Linked DNA regions of Gossypium hirsutum: all the other regions are linked to region 1. Evidence: chromatin contacts called from public Hi-C data. All regions are on one chromosome and are shown on one strand. The core of a region is the stretch at or near the end of the contact, and the rest is flanking DNA. Distances in the headings are between cores, read along the strand shown. Region 1 holds the start of LOC107901560 (60S ribosomal protein L37-1). Region 2 has its middle 76 kb from the start of LOC107901557. Region 3 has its middle 83 kb from the start of LOC121218309.

The links. A called contact is a pair of places that touch in the nucleus more often than the background predicts.
Region 2: a Hi-C map of leaf shows a contact between it and region 1, with 2.3 times the contacts expected there. The contact joins the enhancer-like site here to the promoter of LOC107901560 in region 1. A contact is called at or near these places in 10 of 34 Hi-C or Micro-C datasets (callus, hypocotyl, leaf and 1 more).
Region 3: a Hi-C map of leaf shows a contact between it and region 1, with 2.0 times the contacts expected there. The contact joins the enhancer-like site here to the promoter of LOC107901560 in region 1. A contact is called at or near these places in 2 of 34 Hi-C or Micro-C datasets (leaf and petal).

Annotation. Positions count from the first base shown.
Region 1 is chrD06:21,745,053-21,748,958 of Gossypium_hirsutum_v2.1, forward strand. It overlaps LOC107901560 (60S ribosomal protein L37-1), which reads left to right and starts at 1,737. Exons shown (of 4, transcript XM_016827616.2): 1 at 1,737-1,939; 2 at 2,034-2,169; 3 at 3,260-3,361; 4 at 3,451-3,624. The coding sequence starts at 1,937. The coding sequence ends at 3,497.
Region 2 is chrD06:21,491,484-21,495,389 of Gossypium_hirsutum_v2.1, forward strand. No RefSeq gene overlaps it. Among protein-coding and RNA genes, the nearest start is that of LOC107901557, 76 kb to the left of the region's middle. Within about 2 kb of position 1,923, at least 3 of the 9 cell types and tissues checked have an H3K27ac peak or open chromatin away from gene starts, as enhancers often do. A contact at or near this core is called in hypocotyl and leaf, where this site is marked.
Region 3 is chrD06:21,584,004-21,587,909 of Gossypium_hirsutum_v2.1, forward strand. No RefSeq gene overlaps it. Among protein-coding and RNA genes, the nearest start is that of LOC121218309, 83 kb to the right of the region's middle. Within about 2 kb of position 1,883, at least 4 of the 9 cell types and tissues checked have an H3K27ac peak or open chromatin away from gene starts, as enhancers often do. A contact at or near this core is called in leaf, where this site is marked.

The DNA.
Region 1 (3,906 bases), core at 487-2,986:
ATTTTTATAGTTAGATTAATGATTAATTAACTTTAACTAATCATGTTTTAGTTTTAATTAATCTTAATTTACTAAATTAATCTATAATCATCATTACCTTCAACCAGAGAATGTTTAAAAATGGTTTATTAACCATTTTGACCATTTTGATAATTGCAATTTAAGTCCCTAAGTCATTTCCTAATTGAAAATCTATAGCGATTGGACTTTTACAATTTACTTCCTTGACCTCAATTAAACACAATTTTGGCTAAATTTACTATCAAAATTTCTATTCATATGAATATCAACTTTGTAAATATCCCTATTTAATATTTACGGACTCGGTTTGATATTTACAGTCTCGAAACTGTATTTTTCAACATTGCTAGAAATCGAATCTTTATAATTCTTCCCCTTTAAGAAATTTCGTCTTTGAAATTTACTTGACAAGAGGTGAGGAGGTCAAATTCAAAGGGTAAAATATATATTAACACATAATACTATAATGTAAATATTAAAAATATATGTTAAATTATGCTTCCAAAATTTAATAAAAACATAATTATATAAAATTATTAAATATTAAATAAAAACTTCTATATAAACATTTTAATATATATATATATAAATGAACTTAAATGAGTTTAGATTAATCATTTATAGAGGTGTTCATGGGCCTAGTTGGACTGAGTTCAAGTTAAGCTTAAGTATAATATTAACTTACTTTGTGCTTATCAAAACTTGACCCAACTCTAAATATGAACCTAAATTATTACCTAAGCCCACTCATATTTATAGGTAGCTAACCCAAGTCCATTTTATACATTTTTTAAAAGGTAAATTATATTATTTTAAATTTAATATTTAATAGATTTATTTTTTTTAATTATAAAATTTTTTATATATAGTCAGCTTAATATTTTTTGATCTTTACATTATAGTATTACTTATTACTATAAAATTAATTTTTATATTTTATAAATTACATAATACATATAAAATTAACCCAATATAATATATTAAAGACTTGGATTAACGAGTTGGTCTGAGTCAAGATTGGGCTCAAACATTTAAGGCCCGAGCCTAACCCATATTTTAAATGAGTTTTTTTTGCTAAACTCATTTTTCGAACCTAGTAATTTTATCCAAATCCTCCTAAATTTTGAATGGACCTTTAGATTTGAGCAAATAGCTTGATCTTGAAACCAATCTAATCATTTATAAATAGAAGTGAATTTAAATAATGTTATTACCATACATTAATACAGCCCAACCTTATCCATCAACACATAATGGCCAAGTAAACAATCTAACAACAAAAAGTTCCAATTATGTCTTAACAAAATTGGTTACTATGTCATAAATTCTTGCACTCTCCGTAAATTTAGAAATTAGCTCATGTAATTTTATTTTTAAGAATTTAGTCTATTTTTTTTAGAATTCTAAATTCAAGCTCAACTGCTAACACTGTTAAAATTATTTTGTTAAGTTTATGTTCATTACAACATTATTTTTTTAGTTACATGGCTTCATAGTGGTTTTTTTTAATTGTGGTTTTTTTTTAATTTCAAAATATCACAATAACAAATTTAACAAAAAATATTAATAATATTAACAATTAGATTTGATTTTTGAAATCTAAAAAGTAAAAGGACTAAATTTCAAATTTATAAATAGGATAGGGAGCTATGGCATATTTTAACCAGCAAATTTCTCTCCAAGAGTAATTGGAGAATAAGAATTTGGGTTGAATCATGAAACTACAATCCATTAATTTTTCCTACATAATAATAATAAAAAGCCCAAATCCAACCCTAAAATGGAACCCTAAGAACCCATATTCAGAAAATCAACATATATATTTCTTAGATTCATAAACCTAATTTTCCTCAAAAACTTTTCCCTCAATCCCCGCACAGTTCTAGGGTTCTTGTTAGCAGCTGCGACAGAAGAAATGGTATTATAAATTATTATTGTGTATTAATTCTCCCTTTTTTTGGTCATGTTAATGAAGGATCTAAAATTCACTCTAAATTTTGAATATTTTTTAGGGAAAAGGAACTGGAAGCTTTGGAAAGCGAAGGAATAAGACCCACACACTTTGCGTTCGATGTGGACGCCGTAGCTTCCATCTCCAGAAGAGCCGTTGCGGTGCTTGTGGCTACCCTGCCAGCCGCATCCGAAAATGTATGTTTTCTTTTGCATGTTGAATTGAATCATTTTATATTTTAATAATTTCTGGATTGTAGTTTGTTTAGGTGACCTTAGAGAAGGTTCTTAAAAAAATTGAAGAATTCACGAGAATCGATCATCCCATTAAATTTATGGTTTATCTGTATTCTTGATTTTTATTTTAACAGAATGCAAACTGTTGGCATTTTTCTATATTCATTCTCTCAGGCTTTGGTTGATTAGGTAGAAAGTTGGAAAAATGAAGTAGGAGAAAAAAGGAAGATAAAAAATTCATTGGTGTTATACCTGAACCTGAAAACCAACTTGAACAACTAAAATTCAAATCCAATTTGACCAAAGTCAACAACCGGAACTCGAATTGACCAGAATTTGAAGTGACTAGAACTTAAAATATTCAAACCTGTAATGGCTGGACCACTGGAAACCCAAGCCCATACCCATACCCTGAAATGATCCAAATCTGAAATGACCCAAACTTAAAATTGGCATGGCCTGAAATGAACCAAAAGTTGTAAAACCCGAGTTGACCTGATTCAGAATGATCTGATGACACATTCTGCCCAATTGATAGGTCTAATTGGTGTGCTTGATTGGAAAGATGCAATAATGGTAAGGAAAATTTCTTTTCCATCAATTGCATGAAAGAAAAGAAAATGAAAATTTCAAAGAAAATGCAGTGCTGTTAATATGCACACTTAACTTATATCTCTTATTTTCTCTGTTCTTATCATTTCAAGTTGGAATGATATTTTTTATGCATGGGATGAAAATGGTCACTTTTCATATTTTTTCATCTCATTTTCTGTTCTTATTGAGCACACTTAAAATTGATTCTCCTTGCAGTTTTTCAGTCTAAGACTCACATCCTTTATCTTTCATATCGTGGTTCTAGTATAAGTTTTGGGTAAAAATTACAATGTCAAGCAATCTTTTTATGTAATTGTTGTTGAAGATAGCATCCTGGATTTGTTGCTGATATATTTGTTTCAGTCAATTTTGTTTGCTGAACTATGGAACTTTAATTAATGGTAATATAAGCTTGGTGGAGTTATTTGTTGAATTGGCTTTGTGTTTCTGGGTTTAGATAACTGGAGTGTGAAGGCTATTAGAAGAAAGACGACTGGGACAGGCCGCATGAGGTACCTCCGTCATGTGCCCCGAAGGTTCAAAACTGAATTTAGAGAAGGTACTTTTGAGTTTCCTGATTGAATCAAACGAAAACGTGTTTGTTGAATAATATATATAGTGATGTATTATTGTTGAATTTGTTGGCAGGCACTCAAGCAACTCCAAGGAAGAAGGCAGCTGTTGCTGCATCTTAAGTTGGTTTTGGTGTTTTGTTTTTGAGATTTCTGAATTTACACAAACTAGAAGCTTTTATGATTTTTATCATCATTTTGTACTTTTATTATTTCAACCTAATATCCATGAACAGATAGTTGTGTTTTACCATGAATCTTCACGACATTTTGATTTCTCACATTTTTCTCTTGTGAGATAGTGTCATAGTGGTATGTCATCCATGATGTTAAAATTTTGGTTTTTGCACATTTTGTGTGAGAACGAACCCCATCTAAAGTGTCTTGTTTACTATATGCTGCATTCGAGACAATTCGCAAGAGACTTTAGTGTTGTTGGAATCAGATGGACCAATTAAATAGAGAATCGGTTAGTATATCAGTCCAGATAAGAGGTTTAAGCAAAGTGTTTGGAATGGATTGACTCGAGAAA
Region 2 (3,906 bases), core at 673-3,172, 250 kb before region 1:
ATATTAATAATTTATATATATGCATCAATGATTAAACATTATAATATTCAGTAATATTATTTCTTTTATTATATATAATAGAAGTACATTATATATTAATTATTAATTATTAATTATTATATTATTTGAAATATGTTCTAGGTCGCTATACTTTTCATAGATTTGAAAGTTAGCTCTGCTACTATGTCATGTAATACTATATCATATAGTATATAATATTATGTAATATAATAATAATTATATACTATAGATTTTAATAATTATTAATTTTATATATTTATTATACATATATAATCATAGTCGTAAAAATATTTTATATTAAACTAATATTTTTAATTTTTAACTTTATAATTTAACATAAAAATTACTATTAATTGCGGTTCCTATTAATAAAATTTTATTATAAATATGTCATGCATATGAATAAAATTTCATAAATAAAAAAATTATTATTTATTTTTTTAGTATTGAAATCTATATTAATTATTAATGTATATGGGTGTTTAATTATAAATTCGAGTTTTTCCGAACTTTGGGTTAAATTATTCTCAAGCTCAGGCCAAATTGGTCTCGAACTCGAATTCTTATAGACTCGGGTATTTCTTGAGCTCTGTTTTTGTTGGGCTAAGATTTTTTCAGGCTCGAGCTTTCTCAAACTCGGATTGACATGGACAGCCTTTCAAGTTCAAGCCTGTTTTACTAGCTCTTATTATGGATATATATTAGTAAGTCCAAAATGATACCACCCTTACTTGCTACTATTAAAGTAATGGTGTGGATTTCTTTTTACTATTATTCAATTACATAATCAATACCATGTGAAAATTCAATCAACCATGTTCAATCAATAACAAATATATGCGAACTAATGCTTACAACTATTTTTTTAAAAATGCGTCATCTCTTTATTGTCAATAATAAAAGGTATTATAAATTTGAATTTACTAATAATATTATAAAAATAGACTATCAAACTATGTTAAAAATAAAGTATATAAATTTACGGATAATATAAATTTTGGCCCTTGAACTTGGCAATTAGGTCTACTTAGGTACCTATATTTTTTTTGTCCACTTTGATCCTTGAACTTGGCAACTAGATCTATTTTTGTCCCTGAACTTGGGTTCTGTCAAGATTTGGTGATGTAACCAATGTTTCTAGAACATGATCAAAATAGACGAACCGAGAATTAAGCAATGCTCGAACAAAATGGTTGAACTGATTGATACGGAAACTGCTTGAAATTGGTAAAAATCAAAATCTAGGACAAAAATTGTCAATTGAACCAGTTTAATATATTTTTTTTGTTACTTTACGTTTTTATATTTTTATGAATTTTTAATTACTTATTTAATTTTTGTTGGTTTGTTGGTTGAATTAATCAAACTAGTTGAATTGGGAACCAATGGTCTGATTTGTGGTTGAATTGGGAACATGCTGAATTAGTTGTACCACATCATCATCTGAAAATTTATATAAAATTTATAAATTTTAAATTTTCATGTAATGATGTGGCACAATTTTAGAGTGCTACATCATCAAATTTTTATATTTTTCAAGTTTAGGGATCACAATGGATTTAACTGTTAAGTTCAAATGTCAAAGTGGATAAAGAAAGTATATCAATATAAACTAATTGCCAAATTTAAAGGAGAAAAATTATATTATCTCATAAATTTAATCCTAAATCATAACATAGAAAAGATCCTAAATTCATAATTAGAACGCACCTAAAATAAAAAACTAAGAACAAGCTCCGGTTCCGTGATGGAAAGACTAAAACCATGTCAGTTTATATAGCCATATGATCTTCGAAGCCCATGAAGACCTTTGATAAGTTGAACAGGCTAATTTGCATAGATACTTATTACATATAAAGCCCCAAATAATGTCTCCAACTGCCACCGCTTCACTTAAAAATGCAACTTCTATCAAGTGGATTTTGGTAGAGAGGGCTGAAAAAAGGTGGGTGTATTTAGATTGTCTCTCCCCAACATGATTGATTGGGCCATTTCATCGCTAAAGGCATCTAATTTGAATGAAATCAACAGTTTTGTCAATAATGTGTTTAAAATTTCTTATTGGACCTTTTATCAGAGTTTTAGCATGGGTTAGGCCTTTTGGGAGTTCTATTTTGTTGAAACTATGAGTCGTATAATGGGTATAGATTTACATGTATTTAAGTCTTTTTCTTTTTTCTTTTGAGATTCTGGCCCAACTAAGCTTTTGCGCGCCGCTAAATAAATATATAAAAGAAAATTTAATTGCATCATCCATCTCTAAATTATTATTTAATTTTTAAATTATACTAAATTTCATTGTCTCAATTGATTCATCAAATTATTAGTAGTTTAGACATTAAATGTTAACTTACATATGATATTGTACATATTTAAATGGATTAAATTTAAATATGTGTATACTTATCAGATGGACAACTTGAATTTAACGTGTTAAAACAAATTGTTCGTATAAATTTTATTTACGTCTTTTTTTCCTAATATGTTATTATTTATACAATATATACACACGTATTAAAAATTTGATCAACATATTTAAATATAGCCCACGTTAGATTCAAACTAACACTTAATATCCAACCTAATAACTTGTCCGAAGAACCTAACTAATATGAAACTAGAACTTTAAGCACTCAGCTAGAATGTAAAGCCATTTGGAGCAATTACCTCAAAATAAATTATGGAAACTAATTACTAAAAAAACTATGTGATTATAGAATTTGGTTGAAGCCAAAAAGTACATAATCATTATTTAATGGTAAATTAATTTATTTTAAAGATTAAAAACAAAGCTTAAAAAGCCTTAATAGTTGTATCCTTTTTGGGTTAGTTAAACAGTAGGAAGATGCATAAAGTTTTAGCCTTGTAGGTACTTTTTTGTTTTTTTTTGGAAGGTTGTAGGTACTTGCTTTTAGTTCCAATATGCTTTGCCCATCTTCTTACCTAAATTCTAAGCAAGTCTTTGCATGTGATAAAAGCAAACCAAAATGAACACGTTTGGTTGGACATCCATTTAAATTGATCAAATTTCATTGTAATCCTTCTACTACGTTGAAATTTCAGATTTAATCTCTTTAATCTGACATAATTTTATTTATCTATTTTTATAACGTTGCTAGTAAGTATACATTGAGAACATCGTTAGTTGTTACCGTTAAAGGGATTGTATGATTTAAAAAACAATTTTAAATAATTGACTAACATGTAAATTTATTATTACTTGAATTGGTATTGTCAAAATCGCTAGGCGGACTCAAGGCTATAAGACCCTTAAATAACCTAAGGTGCAAGGTGCAAAAAAATGCTCGCCTTAACATCACTAACTTTAATATGGTGGGAAGTGGTTTTGATGCATCTAGCTCCGTATGAGTGTCTTGGCGCCTAAACATCACTAACTTGAATATGGTTGTCTAAATTTTTACATAGCTTTGATTGTGTGACTGAATAACAGTAAAAAAAAATCACATCTCCACTCTAATGGAAGCATTTAATAATGTTATCAATTTGTGCATATTAAAAGTATGCTCAGTTATGTTATGATAAAAGTTGAAGCCATAACAAATGAAATAACAACAAGACTTTGCACACATAGACTGCCAACACAATTCATGCTTAACCTATATCTGTGGAGCCTTGCTTAGAGAACCATTTCACTAATATCAACATAGTATAAAGAAACAATTATTTAAGCCTAACCCTCTAACTTTCAAGTTGCAACCTCCCATTACATATTTTCTCTATCACTTAGTAGGTATTATACAGTCATTCAAAGATGACAATCTCAACAAGCAAATTCCTTACTTGAGCAAATAGATTTAATCACTAACATAAAAATCATATCACATAATTCAATAATGTAGATCATTTAAATAACCAACTCACTAA
Region 3 (3,906 bases), core at 633-3,132, 160 kb before region 1:
TTGAGTGTTCCCATTTTTTTTTTGTATATTTTCAATAAAATTTAGTTAATAAATTTTTTAACAATTTAGGTGAAAGGATCATAAAAGAAAGCTAAACTGCAAAAAAAAAAAAAAATCAAATTATACAATGTGTAAATGTTGAGGGTTAAATTTTTTAGAATCAAGATTAAATTGAGATGATGTATAAATATTGAAAGTTAAAGTTACTACTATGCGAATGTCAATTTGAAAAGTTGCCACCGTTAGCCCGTTGGTGATCAAAACAGACAAAATTAAATACTTAAATAATCATTTTGTAATTTTTTATAATTACATGACAAAAAATGCTAATAATTGAATCACTATTAATATAATTTACCTTAATTTTTATTATATTATGTTTGTATCGTATAATAATGTTGCGTTTAAAATTATGGAATCTAAAGAATTAATTATTTTGCGTCAAGTGTTATATAATGATTGAAGTTATTATTTTCTAAATCATTTTAAATTTTACCTTTTATCTTTCGAATTTATTATGCAACATAATTTAAAATCCGATAAAATAAGTATATATTAACAACTTTTTAATCTCAGCTGGTATTGTTTTCTACGGTCTATTCTATCTTATTTCTTCTCCCTATACATGCATGCATATGTGTATTTGTGTGAAATTATTTTATGATCCCTTCTTATCATATTATTTATGGTCTCTTTTTAATTATTTAATAACATTTCAGTAATTTTTTCATATTATTGACACATAATTTTGATAATTTTTTTACCATGATCCTAAACCTTGAATCCCAAATCCTGAACTTGAATCTTAACTGGTCCAGGTTCAAGGTAAAAAAATTACTAAAATTATGTGTCAATAAAATAGATTAAATTATTGAAATATAATTAAATAATTAGAAAGGGATCGTGGATGATGTGGTGGGAAGGGTCCATAAAATAAATTCTCTTATATACACTTTAAACTTGTGGGCTCTTTAGCTTTGCCCGCTAAAAAGGATTAAATTAAAGAATAAATTTCAAGACAGACTAAAAAAGTAATTATATCATTTATTTTATGAGTGTTACATGTACTAGTAAGATAAAAATATAATTACATTCAGAGTATTTAAGTTGGAACTTTGAAGTTGAAATTGTTGAGAAGATTAATCACAAATTTTGAAATAATTAATCTATTTAATTCACAGAATGAAAATATAAAAGAATACCTTCACTTAAAAAAAAAAAGACAAATATATTATTTAACGAAAGGGTGTAAAAAAAAATCAATACCTTATATTATAGGATAAGAAAGAGTAAAGCAGCTTAGAAAATTGCCATATGTTTTTATAGTGTATTGCAAAAAAGATAATTATTTGTGTTTTAGACTATTAACGGTGGGTCAAGTTTTATATTTAATTATATGGTATATGAAATAATTCCTTTTTTTTAATATATTGTAAAAAAAAATGTGAATTTGATAAGCTACTTTACGTAGTTTTTTAATTCTTGTCCTATAATATAAAGTAGTAATTTGTTGTAGCATGCTGCCAAACTTTATTTTTGGATAATTTAATCAAACGACATGATGGATGGTATTTTCTTAATTGTGAGGATGTCAACAATTTTTCAATTTATATACACATACTTCTACTTTTACGTTTGGGGAATAAACAGAAATTCAATCAATTCATCATTTTCTATAATAAACTCAAATACTTCAAAATTATTTAAACCTCATTTTTTTTGTAAAAGAACACAATTCAGATGTTGGGGAAAAGGGTGAACAAAACAAGATTGAAAATATTCACGAGATGCTGCTCACCAAATTATTAGGCCATTTAACACTCTAATTTATGCTTGGTTCAATTATATATATATACACAATTCGTGATTTTCTTTTTAATTTTATAATTGGTGTATTTATTGTTTGGATTTTGTCCTATTTTTGTATTCCACCAAAAAAAAATAATTATTATGAGAAATTATTTGCTATATTGTCAGTGGAGTTTTAGATTCCACAAGTAGTATCAGGGGATTCATAAGTGTTTTTATAGCAAAATATTAAAAAAAAATACATGTATCAAAATTTAAAGATTACTTGCAGAATAAAAATTATACACTGTCCATGTATCAAATACTCATCTAAAAGTTATTATGTATTCTTAATTTATATTTAACAAATATAAATAAATGAAACATATAATAATTTCTTAATTTTATTTATAGAAATAGAATTAAAAAGTTAGTATATCATGTATTAATCATATATAACGTCAAGGACCCCATACATTTGTCCTCAGTCCCCCACCCCCTAATTGGCTCACAAAATTTCACAAGCATCTTTCAAGATTAAGACATTTTATAAAGTGGTCTTAACTCAATCACCGATTCTTTTTAAGCATATCCATGTTCCATAAATAATTTGAATCTAATTATATTTCGGTCAACATTTTGAACAAAGTGAATTGAAGTTTTTATATACTACAAGTGTATAGGATCGTATTATGTTTTCAAAGCGTATTCAGTGTTTATTGATAGTATAAAATTAAATTTTTACTTTTATTATTCCAAGTTAGGATTTTTTTTCCTAATGAAACCGTCTTCATTTAATATTAAAATTTATACACACCATACCAGAATTGTTTCCAAACCCCAGTCCCACATTTGCATGATGTAATGCGGACCCCACAGAACGCGTATGGGGTCGATGCCTCTACTCTCCGTACACAAAGCTGTTTGACATTTTGTAAGGAGAGCCTCCTGATTCCCGATATCAACCTTTTCACCCTTTGCAATTCAACTTCAAATATTTAGATTTTAATTTCTATTTTTTATTTTCAATAATTTAGATTTTAAATTTCAATCTATTTTTTAACACTATTTATTTTTCATTAAATTTATTAGTGTGATATTTTGAAATTAAAAAACATCACTTAGTAATCATGTAATTAAAAAATGATGTTGTAAAGAACGTGAATATAACAAAATAAATTTAGTAATATTAATAATTAGACTTGAATTTGAAATCTAAAAAATAAAGGGACCAAATTCTAAAAAATAAAGGGACCAAATCAATGAAGAGTTCAAAGACTTATGACATATTGAACCATTGAAAATTTGTTATGCATCTTCAATTGATATTTAAATAAATAAATAAAATACATGATGATCTTTTAATTCCATTTAACAGTTCAAATCTATATTCAAAAAGCATGAAATTTCTAAATTCGGCTTATTCAATTATTTTTATAGATTCTCCTTTTTTTTTTGCCACTAGTCCCAATCAAATTCATCGTAAAACTCATATTAATCAACTTTCTAGAGGTCCCATTTGATTTCAAATGCTCGTAGCATCGGGATAGATAAACCCTAATTTATTATATTTTCTCCACCAATAACGTTTATCCCTTTAGCTCGTTCTAAAAAAATAGAATTTCACATAATAAATTTTTGATATTCAACCATTTCTATTAAAAAATAATCACAAAAATCTAAACATTTACCTATCCAGCAATAAGGTAGATCAACCACCACTTCTTCGATACAAGAATAATTATGTATCATTACTATAATCTACGTTTTACTTTATAATAATTCTTTTGAAGAGTAAGAATAAAAATAATATATATTCAAGAGTTAATTAATTATTCACATCATAATATTAATCAATATTTTAATAAATTAATTATCACACTATATAATAAGCCCTAGAATTTATTTACTTCTATATAAAATCTATTTATATTTTTACATCTATTTAGTAATAACATAAATATTTAATTATTTAAAATTCAACGTTTATATTACATATAAATAATGTGAAATATATACTCAAATTAATTAAATATAAAATTCAGAAAAGAATATGAAAATGTCAAAATATGTTGTCAAATTTGAATGAAGTTTGAGATTTAATTTTTACTTAAAAAG